Regions from separate parts of the Pan troglodytes genome. Here region 1 is linked to region 2. Evidence: chromatin contacts called from public Hi-C data. All regions are on one chromosome and are shown on one strand. Each heading gives the region's core, a stretch centred on a gene start, on an enhancer-like site or on the middle of the called end of the contact. The rest is flanking DNA. Distances are from core to core; before and after follow the strand shown. Region 1 has its middle 20 kb from the start of TFPI. Region 2 overlaps TFPI (tissue factor pathway inhibitor).

Evidence for each region. Hi-C and Micro-C count contacts between places; a contact is called where the count stands out from the background.
Region 1: a Hi-C map of induced pluripotent stem cells shows a contact between it and region 2, with 4 times the contacts expected there. The contact joins two enhancer-like sites. A contact is called at or near these places in 5 of 7 Hi-C or Micro-C datasets (blood, induced pluripotent stem cells, a lymphoblastoid cell line and 1 more) and 1 of 1 other capture datasets (stem cell-derived neural stem cells).

Annotation. Positions count from the first base shown.
Region 1 is chr13:89,601,180-89,607,623 of NHGRI_mPanTro3-v2.0_pri, reverse strand. No RefSeq gene overlaps it. Among named protein-coding and RNA genes, the nearest start is that of TFPI, 20 kb to the right of the region's middle. Within about 2 kb of position 2,738, at least 1 of the 24 cell types and tissues checked has an H3K27ac peak or open chromatin away from gene starts, as enhancers often do. A contact at or near this core is called in induced pluripotent stem cells, where this site is marked.
Region 2 is chr13:89,526,027-89,532,245 of NHGRI_mPanTro3-v2.0_pri, reverse strand. TFPI (tissue factor pathway inhibitor) reads left to right here. Exons shown (of 8, transcript XM_001162140.7): 3 at 5,772-5,969. LOC107973861 (a long non-coding RNA gene) reads right to left here. Exons shown (of 5, transcript XR_008546669.2): 2 at 3,252-3,351. Among named protein-coding and RNA genes, the nearest start is that of CALCRL, 51 kb to the right of the region's middle. Within about 2 kb of position 1,810, at least 1 of the 24 cell types and tissues checked has an H3K27ac peak or open chromatin away from gene starts, as enhancers often do. A contact at or near this core is called in induced pluripotent stem cells, where this site is marked.

The DNA.
Region 1 (6,444 bases), core at 1,489-3,988, 74 kb before region 2:
CTAATAATAGAAAGAATACTGCATTTTATCCTTAAGCTTATGTGTATATATACATATATGCAAAATATATACATAAGTTTATGTAACATATGTAATATATGTACATATGTACATATGTTTACGTAATATAAAATAAGCAAAGAACATAAATAACGATTCACAAAAGAACAAGAAAAATATCCAATAAGAAAATTAATATTCAACTTCGCTGTTACTCAATGGACTGCAAATTTAAAATTTTGCCAGGTTTTGCCCATAAAACTGAGAAAAAAAATTTAAGTGTCATTAAAGGAGTTTACTATCATAAACTGTAAAGTGCAAGTGACTAGAAATTGACATAAAAATATAATTATTCACCATGGGATTCAAATTTTAAATTTTTTTTAAAAAAATCTGAATATGAGATGAATAAAATTTTTTCTTTACATTTTAGATGTTGAATAACCAGTGAAAACCTCCCCAAGATACACCAACCTGACTCTCTATAAATTAAAAGGCATAAACAAACAGAATTTTACATGAATAACTTATTTCTAAGCAGCTTTAAAAGGAGATATATCAAAAAGGTGAGACATTCTTCAGTTTGTTGTAATCCTCCTTCAGATTAAAAGTTGTGATCATTGGTAGAATTCACTTTATTGTGGTTTTATCTGTCTTGCCCTTTGCTGTTTTTTTAAATCCTTGAACGGTATTTGTCATATAGTTGGTGCTTAATAAATATGTCTATGTGATATGTTTATGTGCTATTTTTTCATACTTTTTAAAGTTTTTTCTAAGAAACTTGTAAGTAAAAATATTTTAATAAAATGTTTATAAACTTACAGGAAATTATTTTCAAATGTCTAAAATAGAGATTATCTGTTAGCAATATTTTTATGATTCTTACCAAAAATCAGTCAAACTCTCTGTCTGCTAACCATTCTTGTTTTTGTAGATGTGTCTTGTATTATTAGACAAAGGGAAATAGATAATCACAAAACCATTAGCTTTGTGATTGTTAGTGAGCCATGTTTCCTCAGAGTTCCAAAGAGCATGGACCAATGTCTTTTTTTTTTTTTTTTCTGGTTCCTCTTAGAAAAAATTAGTGAAAACACAAATATATACTTAATAAAGACAAAAATAAAAATAAAACATTTTGAATAAAAATTATTATTCAGACCAGGTGTGGTGGCTCACACCTGTAATCCCAGCACTTTGGGAGGCTGAGACAGGCAGATCAGAAGTTTGAGACCAGCCGGGCAACATGGCGAAACCCTATCTTTACTACAAATGCATAAGTTAGCTGGGTGTGGGGGCACAGGACTGTGGTCTCGGCTACTTGGAAGGCTGTGGCATGAGAATCATTTGAACCCGAGAGGATGCAGTGAGCTAAGATCATGCCACTGTACTCCAGACTGGGTGACAGAGTGAGACTCTATTCTCAAATAATAATAATAATATATATATATAATTCAAACTTAGTTACTCATAGAAGACATTTGAAAATTCAAGTGATCAGAAAGAATATAGAATAAAAAAGACAAAGTGTATTCAATTTCTTTTGAACTCATACTCTGGTATTATTGAGATATACGGTCATGAACATAATCTTTGAACTCTAATACAATACAGATACATTTTAATATACCACTGTACATATTATATATAGAAGTTAGTCCAATCCTCACTCAGAAGAACTTGTACTCTGGTCTAAGTCTTGTTTTAGAATAAATTTACCCACGTCTGGCACCTTTACTCCTTTAGTCAATACTCAACCAATGCTACTCTGCCTCTACAAATTTTTTTATGAGATTGTGGTAGCCTAGAGGGAATATTACCAGGTAAACATTTCTATACTTTTAAATTGTCCTCCCTGGGAGATAAATCTTCTAATAGTATCATATTACCATTGGAAGATGTAGCCACTTATATAATAAAATATAGAAGTCCATGGATCTGTGGCTACAACCTGGCTGACTTCATAAGCTGGGACCAGCCTAATTCCTTTGAAGTAAAATATATTATTAATACCAATGTGGTAGCAGAGATACAGGCCTTCTAAAATACATTGCCTATGAAATTCAGATATTTTATAATCATTTAAAAGATGCAGCTTTCTAACAACAGATTGTTGGTTTAGTAACTAATCAAACATTTGCAATTAAATAACATGGCTAATAAAATAATGTATTAGAATACAAAAAAAACGTGAAGTCATTCAAAACAGACCACACACTGATAGACAAAATATAATCCATTTAAAAAAAAAACAGAAACATATATCTGTAGAGCTCTCCATGACTGAGAATATATGGAATAACGTTTTACAATGCCTATAGTTGGGAAATACATATGAATAATATGTACTATTTATATTTTGTCTTTATGCTTTTCTTATTCTCCATAATTAGCAGATATTCTTAGTTAATCAAGTATTTTATTTTACTGGCATTTATTTTATTATTTTATTTTATTTGAAATGAAAATCAGTTGAGAGAATGGCCATATATCATACCCAGATATACTTTTCTGAGAAGCTACCTGAGAGCCCCAAAGCTCACAGGTAGATAATTAGTTCAGAGGGAGAATGTGAGACACAGAGCATAGGAACAGACAGTTAAGTAGAACACCCCAGATGCAGTCAGGTTTTCAGAGTGAGGCTCAAAGTGGAACAATGGTTCCCACCTGGGAATGATTCCGTTCTTCACTGAATGTTAGGCAAATTCTGGAGACATGTTAAGTTGTTACCATCAGGGGCAGTTGTGTACTGGCATCTAGTGTATAGAGACTAGCAATGCTGCTACATAGCCTACGGTGCACAGGGCAACCTACTGCAACAAGGAATTATCTGTTCTAAAATGTCAATAATGCCCAAGTTAATATACCTGAGGGCAAATATACAATTTCACTGCTGAGAAGGACAACACATTAGAGAAAATCAGCTACATTTGTACCTGCTTTGCAGGACTGAAACCTTCCTAAAATGAAATTCTGTTCTCAACTAAAGAAATGAACAGAGTCTAGAAACTGCATAAGTCAATTCAGTTGAAACTTTTGTGATGCTCAGAGGTTATAATCAAGGAAAGAATGAAGATGACTACTAGCTGGTCTTGTGCACTCTGAAAAAATCTGGGCAGGATTGTCTTATCTAATCAGCCAGGCTTTCTCAGGCCAGGATCCATCAAGGGCTTAGTTCCCTTTATACAGTCTGAAACAGCAGGTATAGATTGTAAACTTAATTCTTTCTGAGGTCAAAGTTCCTTAAGCATTCTTAATCAATAAGAGAGATAAGATAATCTATGCCATAAGTAATTATCCCTGAAACTCAATTCATAAAGAGACAGAAATCAGCAAATGTGTATACTGGTGGGGAGATTGCAGTAAAATGGACCTATCCTTACATGTAATTTTCCTGGGAGATTCAAAATGAAATGGTTTTGTATGAGAAGACAAACTTCTTATGCAATTTGCTACTGTCCTTCCTTGCAGGACAGTTAAAATTTTGTCTCTGGACCTATGAAATTATTCAATGTGGTGATCACAGAGTATTTGAGTACAATTTTTGCTAAGGGATGGGTAGTCCATCCTAGGCGGATAGAAGGCTTGCCGCTATATTAAGTAGAAGGGAAAAAAGGCTCAACTTCTGTGGTTTATACCATGCTATATTCATATACATGATCATCATGCATTATATATACATTAATACAGCACCAATAATAATATTTAAGAGTTAAAATAACTCAAGTTAAATACTTAAATACTAAGAGTTAAAATAACACTGAAAACAACAAAATTCGTTAAAAATATTATATACAGGATTCAATATTAAATGATTTTCAATGGAATACAAGCAATAAAAGATTAAATGAATAAGAATGTGTTACAAAATAATTAAAATAAATGGCCTAGTAAATGAAAAGCCTAAAACCAGTTTAAAATATAGAAAATAAATAAAAGCAAAACAATTAAAGGCTAGAACATTAAAGAATAAAACACAGAATGGTTAAAAGTATAAATTCTGAGACTTAACATTCCAATGCAGAAGCAAACAGGGTCCTGAGAGATGTAGAAACCACAAAAGCAAAGATAACTGTCCCCTGAGGTTTGACTTTTTTTGAAGGGGGTCCAGGCAGATATCCTAAATGAAATCCATACATACTAAAACTCTGGTGAGCACAACAGGGGTTCATTTTCAGGGACAAGGCTGTGAATTTATTCTCAGCAGTTTTGCTTCTCCTTTCCATGGTCTTTTCTCTCTTTTTGTTCACTCACCCAAGGTTTTGTGTGTATTAACTGATCCCTTAAATACTGCAAAGAAAAAGGGATCATTAATTTGCAAACCTCTTAGTCCTAAAAAGTTCAGTGAAACAATACCTCATAATGGTTAAACTCAAGGATTATAGAGTTGGAGTTAACACTTGTAAAGTTATTTAAACATCCTGTGTGCTATCTGAAGGCATTGTTAAGAAAATCAAGTGTGTTTACTTTGTTAAATTTTGTAATAGCTTATAATCGTTTTGGTGAATAATGGTTTTATAATTCTGTGTTAAGTAAAACATTACTTTTCTTAATTAAATCTGAGCTTAAAGAGAATATGGTGAGCAGACCCATCACACTTCTTTATCAGGTGCATTTCACACGTGCCAGAACCTAGGAGAAGAGATTGGACAAATGTTTGAGCACTTTTTAAATTGCCTATTGAATTCTCAAAGGAGGTTACATTTTTCCATCTGGACTTTTTTCTCAATTAGGAAAATTCCCAGAAAGGATAGAGCAGCAAGCTCAGCAGGAAATCCGTGTTCTGAGTTTTTATCTTTCACATAGAGTTGGGGAAAGGCAGGAAGAAACAGGAAATTTAGTCTGCTAGTCGCCCCTAACCAATATCCATTTTTCACGGATGGAAAAAAAAGCATACACAAAAAGGGAAATAACAAATTTCTCTTGTGTGCTTTCTCTTGGGCCACAAAATAATTTGTTCCAAGATTTATATTTAATGTTGCAAGACTTAAAGTGATGTCAAGATTACATACAGTGTTATCATAGCTTTCAATTTATTTAGTTTACATAGTTCACATTCTGTGGTTTTTCTTTTAAAATAAAGGCACAGCATAAATGAAGTTTGTTTGCTTTCCTCAAGAGAAAGAGAAAATACAGGCAAAAAGAAGCTTCTTTTGAGGGAAATTCAGAAGGCATTTGTTGCCATGCATGCCTAGCACAGACAGCTAAAGAGAGCTGTAGGTTAAAATTCTTAAATCTTGCCAAAAATGGTCAGCTGCTTTGTGAGAAAAAGCTATTGAAAAGAAAAATCAGTACATTTAGAAAAAGAGTGCTGTTAGTTCCACATGGTTATTACATTGGAAGTTTTTTGGTTATCACATCTTATGCAGATAACCAGGAAAGATATTTTTTACTTTTCATGTACATTGACTTTGGAAACTATATTATAAAAGAGAATAACATCATTATATAAAAGCAAAAGAATACCTGCCCTTTTTATGATGTGATAAAAATGATCAAATTAAATAATGTTTGAAGGACTTTTAATTCGTTTCTACAAATATTATCTTGATAACAAATGGTTATTTTTTCTTTCATTTAGGTAGTTATAATTTTTTAAATTAAGCATTTTGGAAAGAATGAACTGTAAAAATGTCTAATATTTTTCTGTTGTATATGTTCTAATTTATTTTTAATTTAAATATTTGAAAACGAGGAAAAGTAGAAAGGAAAATATCCCAAAAATCCAGTAGCAATCATCCACAATTAGTAAATACTAGCATTTTCATTGTAATTGCTCCATGTTATATGTAATAATTTATATTTTATTATATAGTATTTTGTGTAAAATACAGTATTATTTAGTATTTCATATAAGATATATAAAATATTACATGTATAGTTGAAGGCCACATTATTCTTTATAGTCTTTCCCTATTGCATTCCTCTCCCCTCCTTTCTAGAACAAACAACAAATGTAACCCTATGTCCTTTTATTGCATATATAGCTATGTGTATTTCTAAAATTAGGTAAATGATATTGTTCTTAACTTTTACTCTGATTTATTTTTTTGTCCTGGTCATGTGTATACTGTATTTTATCTAAATACTGTATTACTGTATTTTATCCAAATAGTCTTCTATCAAATGATTATACCAAAATGTATTTATTTAGTCCACAATGATTAATTTTTAAATTGTTATGTCATTCTTTCACAAATACACATGCACATGTTCATTTACTGCAGCACTATTCATAATAGCAAAGACATTGATCAACCTAAATGCCCATCCACAGAAGACTGGATAAAGAAAATGTGGTTGGTACATATACACCATGGAATACTAGGCAGCCATGAAAAAGAATCAGATCATATCCTTTGCAGTGACATGGATAGAGGTGGAGGCCGTTACCCTTAGCAAACTAACACAGGAACAAAAACCAAATACCACATTTTCTCATTTGTA
Region 2 (6,219 bases), core at 561-3,060:
ACTGTGTTCAGTGTACTTTAATAAAGTTTGAATAAATACATCTTCTGGGCCTGAATCTGTGGAAGGTGCTAGAGAAACAGGTATGGCTGAGATGAGGTGCTCAAGAATCTCACCGTTTCCTAGGGGAGTGTGAAGGGTGGACAGTTTATTTCCGTATAAAGTAGTAAACAAAGTGACAGAAGCATGGAGAGTGCTGCTGTTGATGGGAAGAGGAAGGAGATTCAATCAAGCTTGGCTCTCTGAGGGCTCCACAAGGGGAAGTCATGTTATAAAAATTTCCTAGAGATGAAGCATTATTTAGTAAAAACCCTAATGTACCTTTTTGAAAATAGGAATTTGAACATTATGAGTTTCAATCCCTCATTCGGCTTTTTTCTCAAAAGGTGGTGGGTTAAAATTCTAACATTCTGGAGGTTACAGAAACAAGGAAGATGGAGGATAAAATAAGTCTTAACAGGGAAAAAACAGGCAATCTCACTTGTGGGAAGTGAGAAGCAAATAGATCCAAGTGTTCCCTGTATTTGTCCCAGTCCAATTTTCCTCAACTGGACTGAGAAAATGAATATTGGTTAACCAGGAAGTTCCTGAAATTGTGGCTGCTGCCACTGTCAATCAATAATCCAGAATTAAGTCATCAGTAATTAAGCCAGAATTTAAAATTACTATAAGGTAGCTTCCAAACCTAGGTGGTAACAAAGAATTTTGATATTTAAGCTAGACTTAAAGACCTCTTCACCAACTAGTTGCAGTTTTATCTAGTTTTATTTTGTTTTTGTTTAAAATTAATTTTTATAATAACCTTATCTCACATCTGAAAAAATTCTATTTTGGAGATACAATTTATCACATGATGCTAAGATCATAACATCATTTTACAGAAGTATATTATTTAATTGAAATAAGGTACTCTTATTAATAGAAAAATACATCAAATTTTATTGCTTCTCTCACAAGCAAATAGTAGATGATTTTTTAACAGTCAAATCAGCAGGGAGGATAATCTAGAATTAACGTCTAGATAAGGCAAAAATGATAACAAAAAGAGTAGTGATAAGCTTTTTAAAACAATTCCATTGGGCTAGGAGACAGAAAATTAAGAGTGAACATTTAGTGAAAGGCAAGTATCTTTTGTAGGATTTAGAATCAGACAGACGTGAGTTTGCAGGTGTAGTTTGCCACCTAGTACATTTGTGAGACTGAATAAGTTATTTAAACTTTCTGACTACCAGTGTCCTAAACTGTAAATGAATAACGTAAATAACTAATTTCCTATGATTTTTATATAAAAAGTGGAAAAGCATCTGGCACATTTTCTGACACAGAGAAGGCAAAAGGTACATGTGTTTGTTCTTCCCTGCCAGAAAATAAAATAAAATAAAATAAAATCCCTTAATTAGAGTCTAGCAGCATGTGGATTCTTAGATGGTAAGTTACCTGAAAGCCCTAGATTCACAAATAAGTTCCAAGAGGATGAGTATTCTTACAGTCAAGGGCATGACATATTTTCAGGCAGCAAATATTATAGTAAGCTTCTATCCAACATCCCAGGACATGGGGTGGGGGGAGGGGAGGGGAAGGCAGGATTGTAACCTTTAGACTATGAGACATAAAATTCATGACATCAAAGGCAAATGATTCAATATAAACCATAATTCTATTTATATGACTGGATCAGATTAAATTCCTTTTAGATTGCCCTCTATGTGTTTTGCTTTCTCATGGCTGCTGGCAGATAATTATTACCTCTGTAAACATTTCCTTCAAGTCTCAATTTCAAGTCTCAGGAAAGTTATCGCTGACCCCTTCAGGCTAATTTAGGTATCCTACTGTTCACTCGCACAGCACCCAGGACTTTCTGAATGTTTATGTAAGTCCTTAGTGTCTATATGCTCCATGAACGAGGGGTTGCTGTCATCTAATTTACTGTCATATCTGTAGTGACAGCACAGTGCTTGACGCATGGTCAATACCCAATTATTAACGTTCAAAAGGGTTTATTCAAAATAAGAAATGAAAACCGAGGCAGATTTCCATCCCTTTTGGGTGAAGTGGCATGGCACTGTGGGTCACACAGCACACCTGGCCATTGCTTGAGTCTAGGGATGCTGTGCTTAGGTGTGGGCTGCAAGATCACTGCACAAAGAATATTCTAATACAGGATTTCTATAAGAAATACATTAAAGTGTGAATAAAGACAAATAATCACCTAATAACAAAATATAATTCATAAAAGTTAATAGTGTTTCTCCTAGAAAATTTCTATAAAATTATCACCTACTTCCATTATTGAAACCATTTTTAGTTTCATAAAGGTGAATGTTTGAAAAAAAATGTTGTTGATTGAGTGGAAATTATATAATTAAAACCGTATGTTTGATCCAAATGCTACTTTAGGAATCTCAGTCACATATCTGTGACAATATCATGTAGTTATTAAGAATGTGTGAGATAGCTGTTGTAAAACCATATGAGGATCAATTTTAAACCCATCATTTATGGTATGAATTTAAGTTATCTACTTAATTTCTGCAATGCTATTTTATAATTTATAAAATGAAGATAATAATGCCTAACTCAGTAGGTGATTATGATCATTAAAGAGTACAATTACAAAAATGTCAAGGGTATTGTAATTACTCAGTGAGCAACATTAGCTATTGTTGCTAGGTACGACTACTACAGCTAGTTTATCGGCTTTTGCCTTTGTGGTGCACTGCCACCACCTGCTGGCAAAATTACTCAATAGCAGATTGAACTAGAGGTGATTATATCTTTAATGCAGAAAATGGAAAAAAGATTTAGCTTGATAATAAACACTATCAAATATATTAAGAATAAAAAGTAGAGAAATCATCAATTAGTATCTGATAAAATTATTGATTTATAAAAAATGATTTTTCTGAATATACATGGCAATGCAGGTATTAGGTAAAGTTCCTTGTGTTCTGCAGATACAGATGTTTATTCAAGTTTTCTATCTGAAACACTACCTCAATAACTTGTCTCTAAAGTTCTAAAGTAATGTTAACTTGGGAATGAATAACATCACATTATATGAGAATTTCTACAGCAATTTGAGATAATGGTATATAGCTGTAAAATTAAAAATGCCAGAATATTTTTATTCCTGCTTTGTTATGTGAATTCTGGGGTCCCATATTTAAGGAACTGATAGGTCACATTTTTATTGGTTTCAAAACAAACATGTCTAGAGTTCAGAAACTCACGATATGTAATTTGATGATACTTACTGTGGGCCTGCTGTAAGTCAGACGCACCACTTAGGGTCTTCACACCAAATTTTCTGGTTTCTCATAACAACTCAAAATGTCAGCTTGGCATTCTAAAATCCTTAAGTAAAGACAAAAAAATATAAACAGCATTTACAATTATTCATAAATGTGCCACTCAGAAAAAAAACATTCAATGATTTTTAAAACTGACAATTATAACTTCAGTGATAGAGAAAATGTGTTTTAACAAGTCATTTTGGTTCATAAATTTTTCGATTTTTAGAAAGTATTTTTAGCAATCCTCAATTATATTTATGTTATGAATTTCTATTAAAAAGTACTTGTGTATCTAATTTAAGAAAAATGGAAAATTTTACCATGAAGTACTCATATTTATAGGTACCAGAAACTCTCTATATGCCTGAGACCTTCTAAAGCAAATTATCATATTTTAGATATGTTCATCAACATGAAATGTTAGATAAAGGATTTGAAAAAAAAAAGAAATGACATTTAAACTTGTCAATGTTCACCAATATTTCTTAACTCACTTTGATACAATTATTTGTATATAGACTATAGATATTTATTGGATTTAGTAACACTGTTATTGGTTTAAAATTATTTTAAAAATCATGTTGGTAAACACAAACATTATATTTTGTCAATTGAATATAACTCCAGAAAAATTTGAAGACACACAAATGCATATGTGCATAAAACTCAACTTTAGTTAAAGATTTGATCAACATTCTTACTTGCTAATTAGCTATTTTATGACAATTGTGTTTGGTGCTGAAACTATCCCTGTATCATAATAATTCTCTGTCATATGTTATTCTAAGTTAACAAATTCTGGACCTGAAAAACATACTCTTCTATCAGTTCTGTAAGCTCAATTTATTTCAATTGAAAAAAATAATCAATTAACTTATCAAATAGATCAAAATAATGAGATGGTATTATGTAAATTTAACTAGTATTTTTAAAAATTGAAAGCAGTGTTAGTAATTGAGATAAAATTTACGTTTTCAAAAATAATTAGTGTCACATGAATCAAACAGCATGAAAATGCCAACTTATGTATAGAAAGCTGTATTTTTAATCCTTTCAAGATTGTAATGGCTACTTACAATTTTATGACTCATATAAAAAATTAACAATATCATTTCAATCATTTTGTTACAAAGTTTTAACATTACTAAAATAAGACTAATACTTGCTATTAATTCAAAATTGATTAGAATAATAATATATTATGGGTGGAATGCAATTAATAAAATTATCTAATTTAACTTTTATTACACACATATTTTCTGTTTCAAAAAATTCACATTTTGAAATTACAGGAAATTTAAAACTGATTTCTTTTGAGACAATTATACTCCAAAAACTTATCCTGTATTTTATGCTTTAAAAATATTTTATGTGAAAATATTAAAGTCTCATTCATTTTTTGGTTGTTGTTCAAAGTAAACTATTTTAGAATGCATAAAAACACTTTTGTTCAAGATATTTATACTCATCTGTTTAATTCAATATAATATTGCTGCCCTCTAGAGGCAAAATTGGTTTAGGTCATTTATAGGTTTCAATATTCCCCATAAGAGATTAATAAAACAATTGCCAAAGACATAGAAAATACATAGACTCAATATGCAGAAAATATTCAAGAAGTATTATATGGCATTTTTGTCATTATTCTTTTGGTTGCACCACTCACAATTTTCAGTGTCTATCTTTACTGGTAAACAAATAGACTTTACTTAACATTAGGCTTCTATTAATTTTATTGGACTTGAAAAAAATAAAATGTTTAAAAAATCTAGTTGAGTTCCCTATATGTCTATGTCCATTCCCAGGATAGAAAATTCTGTTATGAAAATTAGGAGTTAAATATTTAAAGAAAAAATATATAACGTGAAGTCAAAAGAATTGCCTCATTCTATTTAAAACATAGAAAGCATTATTTACATTATTTCAACATTATTAAAACCCAAGCATGGTATGGTAAGTTAAAATAAAAAGCACCATGAAGTATATTTTTCATAACATCAAACACATAAATTTTTATAATTAGGGAAAATGGTTTAATATAGTGTTATATACATATGTGTGTGTGTATATATATATGTGAACGTGAATATGCTGTTGCTTTTAAAGGGTTGTTTTATGTGTAAAAAGTGACACAAGTGTGGGTTAGGGAGAGAAATTCAAAGAACTGTCCATTAGCTGAGTTAAAAGAGGTCTATTGTGGACACATCCACTTGAATGAAGTTGCCTTACAACTACTACTCAATTCCCTCCCATTTCGGTTGGTACGATTTAAGCAATACCTCTCTAACAAGAGTCTAGAACTTGTGTCTCATTTGGTGAATTTATTATCTACCATTTTGATAACTGAATAACTTTTTATAGTTTCTTAGTATGTTTTATTGCACTTTTCCTTAAAATCAGGACATATTAAAAAGGAAATAAAGAACATTATTACAGTGTTGATGGAGATTACATGTTATATCTTTTATTTTTACCTTATAGATACGGAGTTGCCACCACTGAAACTTATGCATTCATTTTGTGCATTCAAGGCGGATGATGGCCCATGTAAAGCAATCATGAAAAGATTTTTCTTCAATATTTTCACTCGACAGTGCGAAGAATTTATATATGGGGGATGTGAAGGAAATCAGAATCGATTTGAAAGTCTGGAAGAGTGCAAAAAAATGTGTACAAGAGGTAGGTTTCTGGGAACCCTTATTACTCAAGACCCTTTAGGGCTATTGAGTCTAATTATGGATTTGATAATTTAGGGAGAAAAGTAATTTCATGCTGTTTTAATATTTCCAAGGAATCTTTTATTTCCACATTTTTAGACTTTCAGGGAATCCTAAAAACATTTAAGGAAAATGATAATTCTGAATTGTACCATGAAATACCCACATTTATAGGTACCAGAAACTCTCTATATGCCCGAGAGACATTTTAA